2 separate regions of the Sus scrofa genome follow, and region 2 is linked to region 1. A link is a contact called in public promoter capture Hi-C data. All regions are on one chromosome and are shown on one strand. Each heading gives the region's core, a stretch centred on a gene start, on an enhancer-like site or on the middle of the called end of the contact. The rest is flanking DNA. Distances are from core to core; before and after follow the strand shown. Region 1 holds the start of HHIP (hedgehog-interacting protein). Region 2 holds the start of GYPA (glycophorin-A).

Evidence for each region. Promoter capture Hi-C pulls out the DNA fragments that hold promoters and counts their contacts.
Region 2: a contact with region 1 is called in a promoter capture Hi-C map of fetal skeletal muscle, with 7 times the contacts expected there. The contact joins the promoter of GYPA here to the promoter of HHIP in region 1. A contact is called at or near these places in 2 of 5 promoter capture datasets (fetal liver and fetal skeletal muscle), 3 of 47 Hi-C or Micro-C datasets (embryonic fibroblasts and fibroblasts) and 1 of 2 datasets of contacts at active chromatin or transcription factors (alveolar macrophages).

What each region holds. Positions count from the first base shown.
Region 1 is chr8:83,676,149-83,680,744 of Sscrofa11.1, forward strand. It overlaps HHIP (hedgehog-interacting protein), which reads right to left and starts at 2,220. Exons shown (of 14, transcript XM_021100665.1): 1 at 1,333-2,220. The coding sequence starts at 1,611. LOC100525237 reads left to right here and starts at 1,770. Exons shown (of 4, transcript XR_304986.3): 1 at 1,770-2,571; 2 at 4,526-4,596.
Region 2 is chr8:84,035,899-84,040,235 of Sscrofa11.1, forward strand. It overlaps GYPA (glycophorin-A), which reads left to right and starts at 1,676. Exons shown (of 6, transcript XM_005656526.3): 1 at 1,676-1,968. The coding sequence starts at 1,932.

The DNA of each region.
Region 1 (4,596 bases), core at 970-3,469:
TATTCTTTTGCCATAAGCAACAGGACTCTGTGTGTGGGCAGCAGTTTAGTGGGGAGGAGGATAAGTCGACCCCTTTTTGTCCTATTGATTTTTTCCTATTTGCATGACTTGAGCAAATTAAATGATGCAATATGGCTTTTTGTTACAAAACAAAGTGAGAGATACCACCCAGACACATATGTTGATTCGTAAGAGCTGTTTACATGAGAATAGAGTGAAATCTACCGTGAACTGAGCATAAAAATTAGATTCAGCCTGGGTATTTTTTTTTTTTTTTTTTAATGCCTGGGCCAGCAAGACTGGAGCACAAGTTTTCCAAGAGTCTCTCAGACCTTGACAACTGCAGTGTTGTAACAGAAGAATTCTTAATTAAACCTAAAATGGGGAAAGGGTGAGGGGGAGTAAAAACACCTGATTGTTTATTTCACACGCAGGGAGTGTTAATGACGTGATGCCCCGTCTCTCCTTGGAGTACAGTACAGGGCACACATGACTGCATCCCAAGACAAGAAAGATGGTGCAAACTCAAAGATAAGCATGTCTTTACACCCAACCGGCACAATTTTCTTATTTGTTTAAACTTATTAATACCGGGAAAATGTTAAATGCCATTAATCCTGAAACAAATGTCTAGAGAAGATCTTCCCAAACAACCACCTACCATTGGAAGCCCGAATTTATAATGTTATAAAACATGACAAACAGACGGAGAATCGCCGCGGGCTTATATGATAAACACGCCCCGGCAAAATCTTTCTCCCATTTTGGGGTTCTTAACTGGAACACCAGGAGTTCCTTTCTGCTGTTTAACTATTGTAATGCAAGACCCTCCCCCCCCGCCCCATTCTGACGGGGCTGAGGATCATAAACTAACCGTGCTTTAACATCCTTTACGATTCAATCCTCTCCCTAACCGAGCACGTGGAGAAAACTGCACAAATCTTTTTACCCTAGCAAAATAAACCGGAAACCACAGCCACCTTAATTTACAGTTTCGCCGCAGCCAATGCCGGATTCGATCCAGAAGACACTGTTAATCGCGATTCTTTTAAGATATTTACCCAGCTAGAATGCGGGTACCACAGAAGTCTCTTCCCTGAGAAAGGCAGTTTTGCACTGCATCCCGACCTCGGACTCTTGGGGGCGGGAGAGGTATATGCGCACCCCAGAGGAACACACAAATGAATCAGGCTAGCGCTTTAGAAAAGTTATCAAAAAGAACTCACCAAGCAAGTTCCACCCCTCTTCCAGCCACCAGCATTGCCAGAACCACACGGAATCCCACCCAGCCAGAATGCCATTCTCGCAGCTGTGAGGCGGGTGCGTGCCTACCTTGCTATCCAGGCGTCCCAGCCCCGGGCTGTCACTCCGCAGGCAGCAGGACAGCCGAGGGTAGAAGCCACCGCAGAGCATCTCTCCCCCACTCAGCAGCTCCAGCTGGGACATCATCCGCCTATCCCTCCTTTTCAGGCGCTTCGGGGGGTTCCCATTCAGGCACCTTCTCCTCCTCGCTCCGCTCCCTTCGCTTCTTTCCCCAAACTTAGCATCTCCTTCAAAGAAACCCAGAGCCACGGCCAGCAGCAGCAGCTTAAAGGAGAGCATCTTCAGCATCGTCTGCCCCGCGCGGCAGGGGCTGGGCGCGGGAGGATGGGGGTGGGGGGGACGCCACTGCCCAGCAGGGGCACTAGGGCGCAGCTCCAGGAGGAGGCTGAGGGGCGGCAGGACGCTTAAGAGGCAGAGAGAGGTGGCGGGGGCGAAAAGATGTAGAGCGATGCAACTTTGCAAAAAAATAAAAGACGAGGCGATGGGCCCAATACCTTGGCGGAGCCCGAGGAACGAGATAAAGTTGTGCGGTTGACACCGTTTGCGGTTGTGCCAGTGTCAGTTGGGTGGGGGGCTTTCTTCTGCGCCTGGGAAGTGGGAGGAGGAGAAGAAGTTGGAAGAGGAGGAGGAAGAAGAGGAGGAGAAGACGGTCACAGAGGTTCACTTGTCGGTGTAACGGGAGTTGTTTAGGTGACACAGTAGCAGGAACAGAAACGGCGACGGTGGCGGCGGGGCAGGCGGAGGCAGGGCCAGCGCTGGGCTCTAGATGATGCTGAGGTCTCCTCTGCCGGCGGCTGTAGCTTTTCACACAGCCTCTCATGTTTCGTTCCCTCTTTTCTTCTTCTTTTTAACTAGCGCGCGGGGAGGTGCTGCCACCGCGCGCCCCTTGACGTCACCGCTTCTCGCGCGCCCCCGCCCGGGCAGGGGGAGGGGCGGGGGCGGCCCCGGCGCGAGCGCGTCCCTGGGCCCCGCGGGCCTCGGGAGTGCGGCGGGGAGGGGCCACGGGCCGCGGTGGCGGGCAGAGGGGGAGGGCCCGGCGGAGCCCTCGGAGCCAGCCTCGAGGGCGCGGAACCCAGCGCGCCCGCCTGGCCGTACCGCCCGGGTGGGGGCGTGCACCGCCTTGGTGCCCCGGCCCGCCCGCCCGGGACTGGGGCGCCGCCCGGAGGTTCCCCGCCCGTCCTCTCTCCTCCCGCGGCCCCTCCGCACGACCCCAGGCGTGAGGCGGCCGAGCTGAGGCTCCAAAAGAAAGTGAGTAAGAGAGGGCTGCGGGAGGTGAGAAGGGAGGGAACCCTTCCAGGGCCTCCCCTACCCGGGCCCCGGCCCGCCCCTCGCCCGGGAGGGAGGATAAACCGGGTGGGCTGGAGTTGGCGGGAGGGAACTTTCCGGCCCCTTTCCCGCCCCTGACCCGTGACGACTCCCCCCTTCCCGCGGTGATTTCCAGTGTGAAGCTTGATCCGGTAAAAATCTCCCTGGGACTCTGATTCAGAAGCCGGGGGACAGCCCAGGTGCTGCAAAGCATTGAGAATGCTAAGATGGTTTGAAGCTTGGGCGGAGATGTACCCACATCCTTGCCAAAGGTTCTGCGCGCGCCTGAAGTGGCACAGGCGCGTGTGCTTGGGGTGGGATGTGGAGACCTCCCGGAAGGATAGCTCCCGCCTGAGTCCTGGGCGGGCTGGCCCCGGACGCTCCTTTCAAAGGTCGCACCTGTGCCCTGGAACTCAGCCGGGCCCCGCTGGCGCTTCCCCCAGCACGCAGGTTCCCCTACCCCAGGTGGAGGAGCAGAGAAGAAGCTGGCCTTGGAATCACCGTACATTTTAAATAGGGGAGAGAAAAAATTTCTGGGAAGATTTCCTCAGGGATGTAAACACAGGCGTCAGCTCGGGAGGAAGAATTAGTGGTAGATTTGCGGGCGGCGAGAAGTGGGATGCGCTGTGTAGCCCATGTATCTAAATAAGTTAACCTTTTCCTCCAGCTAGACAAAGTCTGCCTAAAGAAAGTGTTTCTAAAGTGATCTGTGCGTTATCCAGCATAGTGACTTGACCTTTACTGAATCCCTGAAAATTGGCCTCAGGAGGAGTCTCTACAGGGTTGCATCCCAAAACGTGCTTTCTGCCCCCTTGAGTAGTTAATAGGGGAGCTAATTTTCTGGGATATGGGTTTTGAGGAGATAAGGCAGTTTCCTCTTTTTGCCAGTGGAGGAACCTTCACCATATTTGGATTTGCTTCACTTCTTAGACACAGATTTTGCCTAGCTAATGGGAAGGTTGGGGACTGCGGGGGTGGATAGCTGATTAAACCAATTATTGTTAAAGTGGTCGCAGTGGCTGGATAAGACTTCTATGCCTTTCACTTCCTGGACCCGGATTTACTAGAGGAGCTAGGTTTTTCCCAAAAGAGGTGACAGATTAGAGTAACTGAAAAAGGATGTGCTGGGAATATTTAGTCCAGTCTTGAGCTCAGTGTAGGGCCCAGATGATGTACTTAACATTTTTCTCTCAGGGGCTGTTGTATGCCTGTGATTGCAAATGCTGCTTCTGATCCCACAGACTGCTGTATCTGACATTCTTCCTGCTTTGAAGACTTTTAATATAAAATAAATCATAGAGCTATAAAGACTTTAAGACTTTAAACTCTCGTTTAATAAACAAATCTGGAAACGAATCCCATCAAGATTAAATCACTTGCACAATCTCATCTAATTAGGTAGTTTAAAAACCAGGGCCTCAAACTAGGTTGCTTTCCACTATCTAAGACTTTATTCCCAAATGCCAGTTTTATGTTGTTTTCCCAAAATAAAAATCCTTTAAAAATTATATTTCAGTGGCTTAAGCTCACACCCCAAGTGATGAATTCATCTTAGTTTTGGAACAGGCCTTCCTATGGTTTGTACTTAAAGTCTAAGGACACTTAAAATAAGTTAACTTTGGTTTTAAAAAATTATGCAGATGTTATAACCTGTGCCCCTAAGTTAAAGCTATAGAGCATTTATAAATGATTACTGAAATGAGACAGTTGTTCTTTCTTGATCCATGGGAATTGATCCCATCTGCTGTTAGTCATGGCAGTCCATAAATTGGGGCTCTGATGAGTTAGCTGCATTTATTTTTGGTGCTACTTCTAGAATTTCTAACTAGCCATCAAGTAGTGTTACACAAATGAACTAACTTCTATGTCTTTTGTTTGTTTGTTTGTTTTTTTGTAGAGGGAAATTGCAAAGCCCATCTAGAGCCAGAGTGACAGCATATTTTTTTATGAATCAAGAATCAACATCGG
Region 2 (4,337 bases), core at 426-2,925, 360 kb after region 1:
CTGAAAGAGTTGAGATGTAAGTCATTGACACAAAGTAATGATTCCTTCCCCAGAAAAAAGGTGGACCTGGGATGAGAGATCCAAGTTGGCTGTCCTAGTTTGCAACATGGTAATTCACTCTTCTCCTTGACTAATGACAATAAGGAAAAAATAGTCCCAGGACACATAGTACCAAGAAGTGGGATGAGGTTTCCACATTTGAAGGTGTAAACTCAAAATTCTCAAAAGATGCCTAGCTTTATCTGACACATTTGCAATGATATGTCTCCCTGGTGGGATGTTATGGTGTTCCTGAACATGCGTTTCAGTCAGAATGCAAGCATGACTGGGGAAGTGCCTGAAAGGGAAAAGTATAACTTCATGTCCTGCGCTGTTTGTTTCTCCCCCAGGTTTCACATTTTTCCTTCCATTGTGTGGACCCACCACTAGAGGGCACCATACAGTTCTGCTTTCACACAGCCGGTGCCTCATGCTGGGTCTGACCTGTTTCTACACTGAGAGCCTTACAGGTTTTGTCTGTCTTTAATGAGGTCACGGAGTGGCAACATATCTGCAGACGCGTCCTGGATCTGCCATTGCTGGGGCTGTGGCTGTGGTGTAGGCCAGCAGCTGCAGCTCTGATTCGACCCCTAGCCTGGGAACTTCCATATAGCACAGGTGTGACCCTAACAAGAAGACAGTAAGAACGATGATAGTAAAGCGCAGCTTCTTTTCACCAAGAGAGAAGTTGCTTTCCTCTGCAATATTCATTTGTGATTTATTAATTTAACAAATATTTACTGTCAACTCTACTCCTAACACTCGGTGGTAAGTAAGATAGCCCTAGGCAGGGCCTGCCTGCATAAGCTTAGAGTCTGCTGGGGACACAAAAATCATTGCAATGCACTATGATGTCCTAGACACAGGGAGGAACTGGTATGAGCACAGAGCAGGGACCCCTGATGCAGATGTAGGAAAGCAGGGCCAACTTCCTGGAGGAAGCAGTATTAAATTGAGCTCCTAAGCAGAACAGAAGTAGGGCCTGTAAGGGGAGAATGAGCATGTCCCAGGCAGACGGGACATAACAGAGGAAAAAAGAATCGAACGGGATTTTGATGTTTGTCCACACAGTTTTTGAGCCTGTTTTTTTCCACTTACCTATTTTATCCCCAGTCTCCATACCAACTACTTTTGAAAACATGATTTTAATAGCTAACTAATAGTCCCTTGTGAGGAGAATACCTAATTTATTCACCTGTTTTCAAAGGGAAGTAGCATTTTTAAAGCTAATGCTAACTGTTCTCCCCTTAAAAATAGGAAGTCATGGGGTGGGGGGAATAAAGTAAAAAAATTAAACAACTTCTTGCGTCGCCTGTATTCTTACATGGCTGTATGACCTGCCTTGAGTTGGAGTTATTTGAAACCTCAGAGCACGCCAGTGGGAATCACCATTCTCAAAGACACTCAATTCTCGCTTAAGAAGTCACTTCCACCCTGGCCCACAGGGTCTCCGCCTTAAAAAGGAGGAGGCGCCCTGCTCCCCAAAGCGAAAGCGACCAGCGCCTGGCTCAGGCCCTTGCAGTCTGTCTCAGGCCCTTGCAGTCTGTCTCTTGTCTCTGGTTTGTCCAATCAGGCAGCTCCTGCTGCTCCTACCTTGCCACGCCCACCGAGTTCATGCTGGGATATTTCACACGCAGCCACCAGTTCCCTGGAGTGAGGGAAGAGCTGGCTAAATACATTCATAATCCTGGGTAAGGAGATAGCCCCATATCTATATGGACACGCTGTTCACAACTTTGCACAGTTTAAAAATGCCACCCGGCCTATCTTCTGGTGCCAGAGAGGGTGGGTCTGAAAGATAAGAGCACGGAGGCTGAGGCCACAGACGACACTTCAGGTGTCTCTGGCAATTTTCTTGCACTGACCTTGGCCAGCCAGCTCATGATCTCAGGATGCACGGGAAAATGATCTTTGTATTACTCTTGGCAGGTGAGTGGAATTTTTTTCAGTCCGATGCTGATATAGGGGATATAGGATTATAGATCAAAAGATTAACTGTCCCCTTCGTCCTAGTGTACTTAGGGGCACAAATGAAGGAGTGGTATCACGGATCCCAGTCTGGTGGGGGGACTGGGATTGGGATTTGTCTGGTAAGGCAGATGAAATGGCCCCAGGGGCCCAGGAACTGTGGCTAGATTATGATTTCCCATCTCAGCAATTCTCAGCCCAGTTAGCAAGAAAAGAACTTTATTAACTACTATGAGCTACTATGAGAAACATTTCTGTGTGAAGGCCTGGGCTGCTTTATTGCTGTTTTCATGAGATTAACGTCTAAATTGAGGAATCATTCATGAAGGTGATGGTGGATATATGGCCCCCAGTTTTCAAAGAGTTTTCCGAAAAATTGTAATTTCCTCTTTCTCTTGCCAAAAGTCAGTCCAAGCTGCAAGCATGAGCTCTGAATCCATGAGGGAGTTGTTTCTCACTTTGTGGTCTATTACTGAGGGATGAGGCAGGAAAACAAACAAACAAACAAACAAACAAAACCAATTCTTATTGGCTTAGGTGTTATGTGGTTTGGAAGAACTCAAAATCAATTCATTAAAATAAAGATATAACACATGCGTATTATGAAGTGGTATCCAGTTAACATTATTTCTGGCCTTTTCCTGAGAGCGTTATGGTTCACATCTTCTCAGAGGCAGTGTTTATGTGTCAGAAATTCTAGGGCCCAGCACAGAGATAAGGAGCAGGCAATTACTCGAAATGTGTTGAGCCCCTCAGATGTGACTCTAACTCAAGCTAGAGCACGTTTCAAGGATTTCCTGGCCGTTCTGTATGAGATGGGGAAGGGAATGGAGCATTTTCTAAGATACACGAAGGGGTGAAAGAGGGTGAGGGTTCAAGCACAGACATCAAAGACAGACAGAACGAGGTTCAAATCTGGCTCCACATCGGAAAGCCTGGGGACCATGAAAGCAAGTGCCTTACTGGCTCTTTGCCTCAGTGTCTCCGTCTGTGGAAGGCAGTGTTGCTACCTGCCTGCCAGGAATCGCGTAAGGATGAAACAAAGCAATGGCTGTAATGTCCTCACTCTGGGGCCTGGCACACAGGAAAATCATAAATAAGTATTTAGCTGTGATAATGATGATAAACGAGGAAACGAACCTGGGTATGGGATGGCGATTTCTGAGAAGGGAGGGAAAATGGGAAAGTTACAGGAAAACAGATGACGAAGAAGACACTAGAAGACTAAGGGGCTCTCTCTCATCTTTTGTAAGTGGCCAAGGATGAAAACATTCAGTTGGGAGAAGGGAAAACACCTGGAAGGAATGTGGCGTAATATTTAAACATATCTAAATATGTGTAGAGCTCTGACACTGAAGGGACAAGGGGTGTTCTTATGTGGCTCCAGAGGGCAAGGTGTGGCGAGTCAATGGAATGAGACCCATTAGCCACTGGGAGCAGGGAGGGGCACAGGATTTGGAAAGAATTCCTGGAGAGGAAATCAGTTCCTGCTACAAGTGCTCAAGTAGCTAGCGGCCCACGACCTTTAAGGAGACTTCATGAGGTCAGCAAGGCCAGGTGACCAACACCAAAAGCAGTCAGCACATTTTTGCGTCTCCTGGATGCCATGAAAGGAACGCTCTGGATGGGACTCCTTTGTAGACAAAGAAAGACAAGATGTGGGAAAGAAAAGAAAAAAGACCAGAAAGAGAAGAAAGATGTGGGAAAAGATTTTCCCCCCTTACCCACCAGTTGAAGTGGAGAACCTGAAAAGTGTGAGTGAGGCAAGTTCAACATCCTTGATTCTGGAAAGGAAAAGAAAGACAGAGAGAGCATTTGCTTTCTCTCGTAATCCTAAAGCTAAAGCCAATATTTCTAAAAGTGTTTCGGGTGTCATCCTCCAAATAGAGAGTGCGTTTTTTCGAAATGATCTGGGTCCCAATCCCTGAGGTCAGTCACTCAGTTGTGCACTTGGTGTCAGGTGCCCAACAGCAAGGCCACACAGTGAGACAGAGCAGCTGCCCAGGGGATTGATGGTTCAGGGCGGGCGGGGCAGCCTCTGGGAGGGAACCCAGGCACTCGACAGAACAGTAAATGATTAAGGTAAGAAGAGACAGTGGGCAGTTCCCATCGTGGTGCAGCGGAAACAAATCCAACTAGGAACCATGGGGTTGTGGGTTCGATGCCTGGCCTCACTGAGTGGGTTAAGGATCTGGCATTGCCCTGAGCTGTGGTGTAGGTCGCAGATGTGGCTCAGATCCTGAGTTGCTGTGGCTGTGGTGTAGGCCCGCGGCCATAGCTCCGATTGCTCCCCTAGCCTGGGAACCTCCATATGCCGTGAGTGCAGCCCT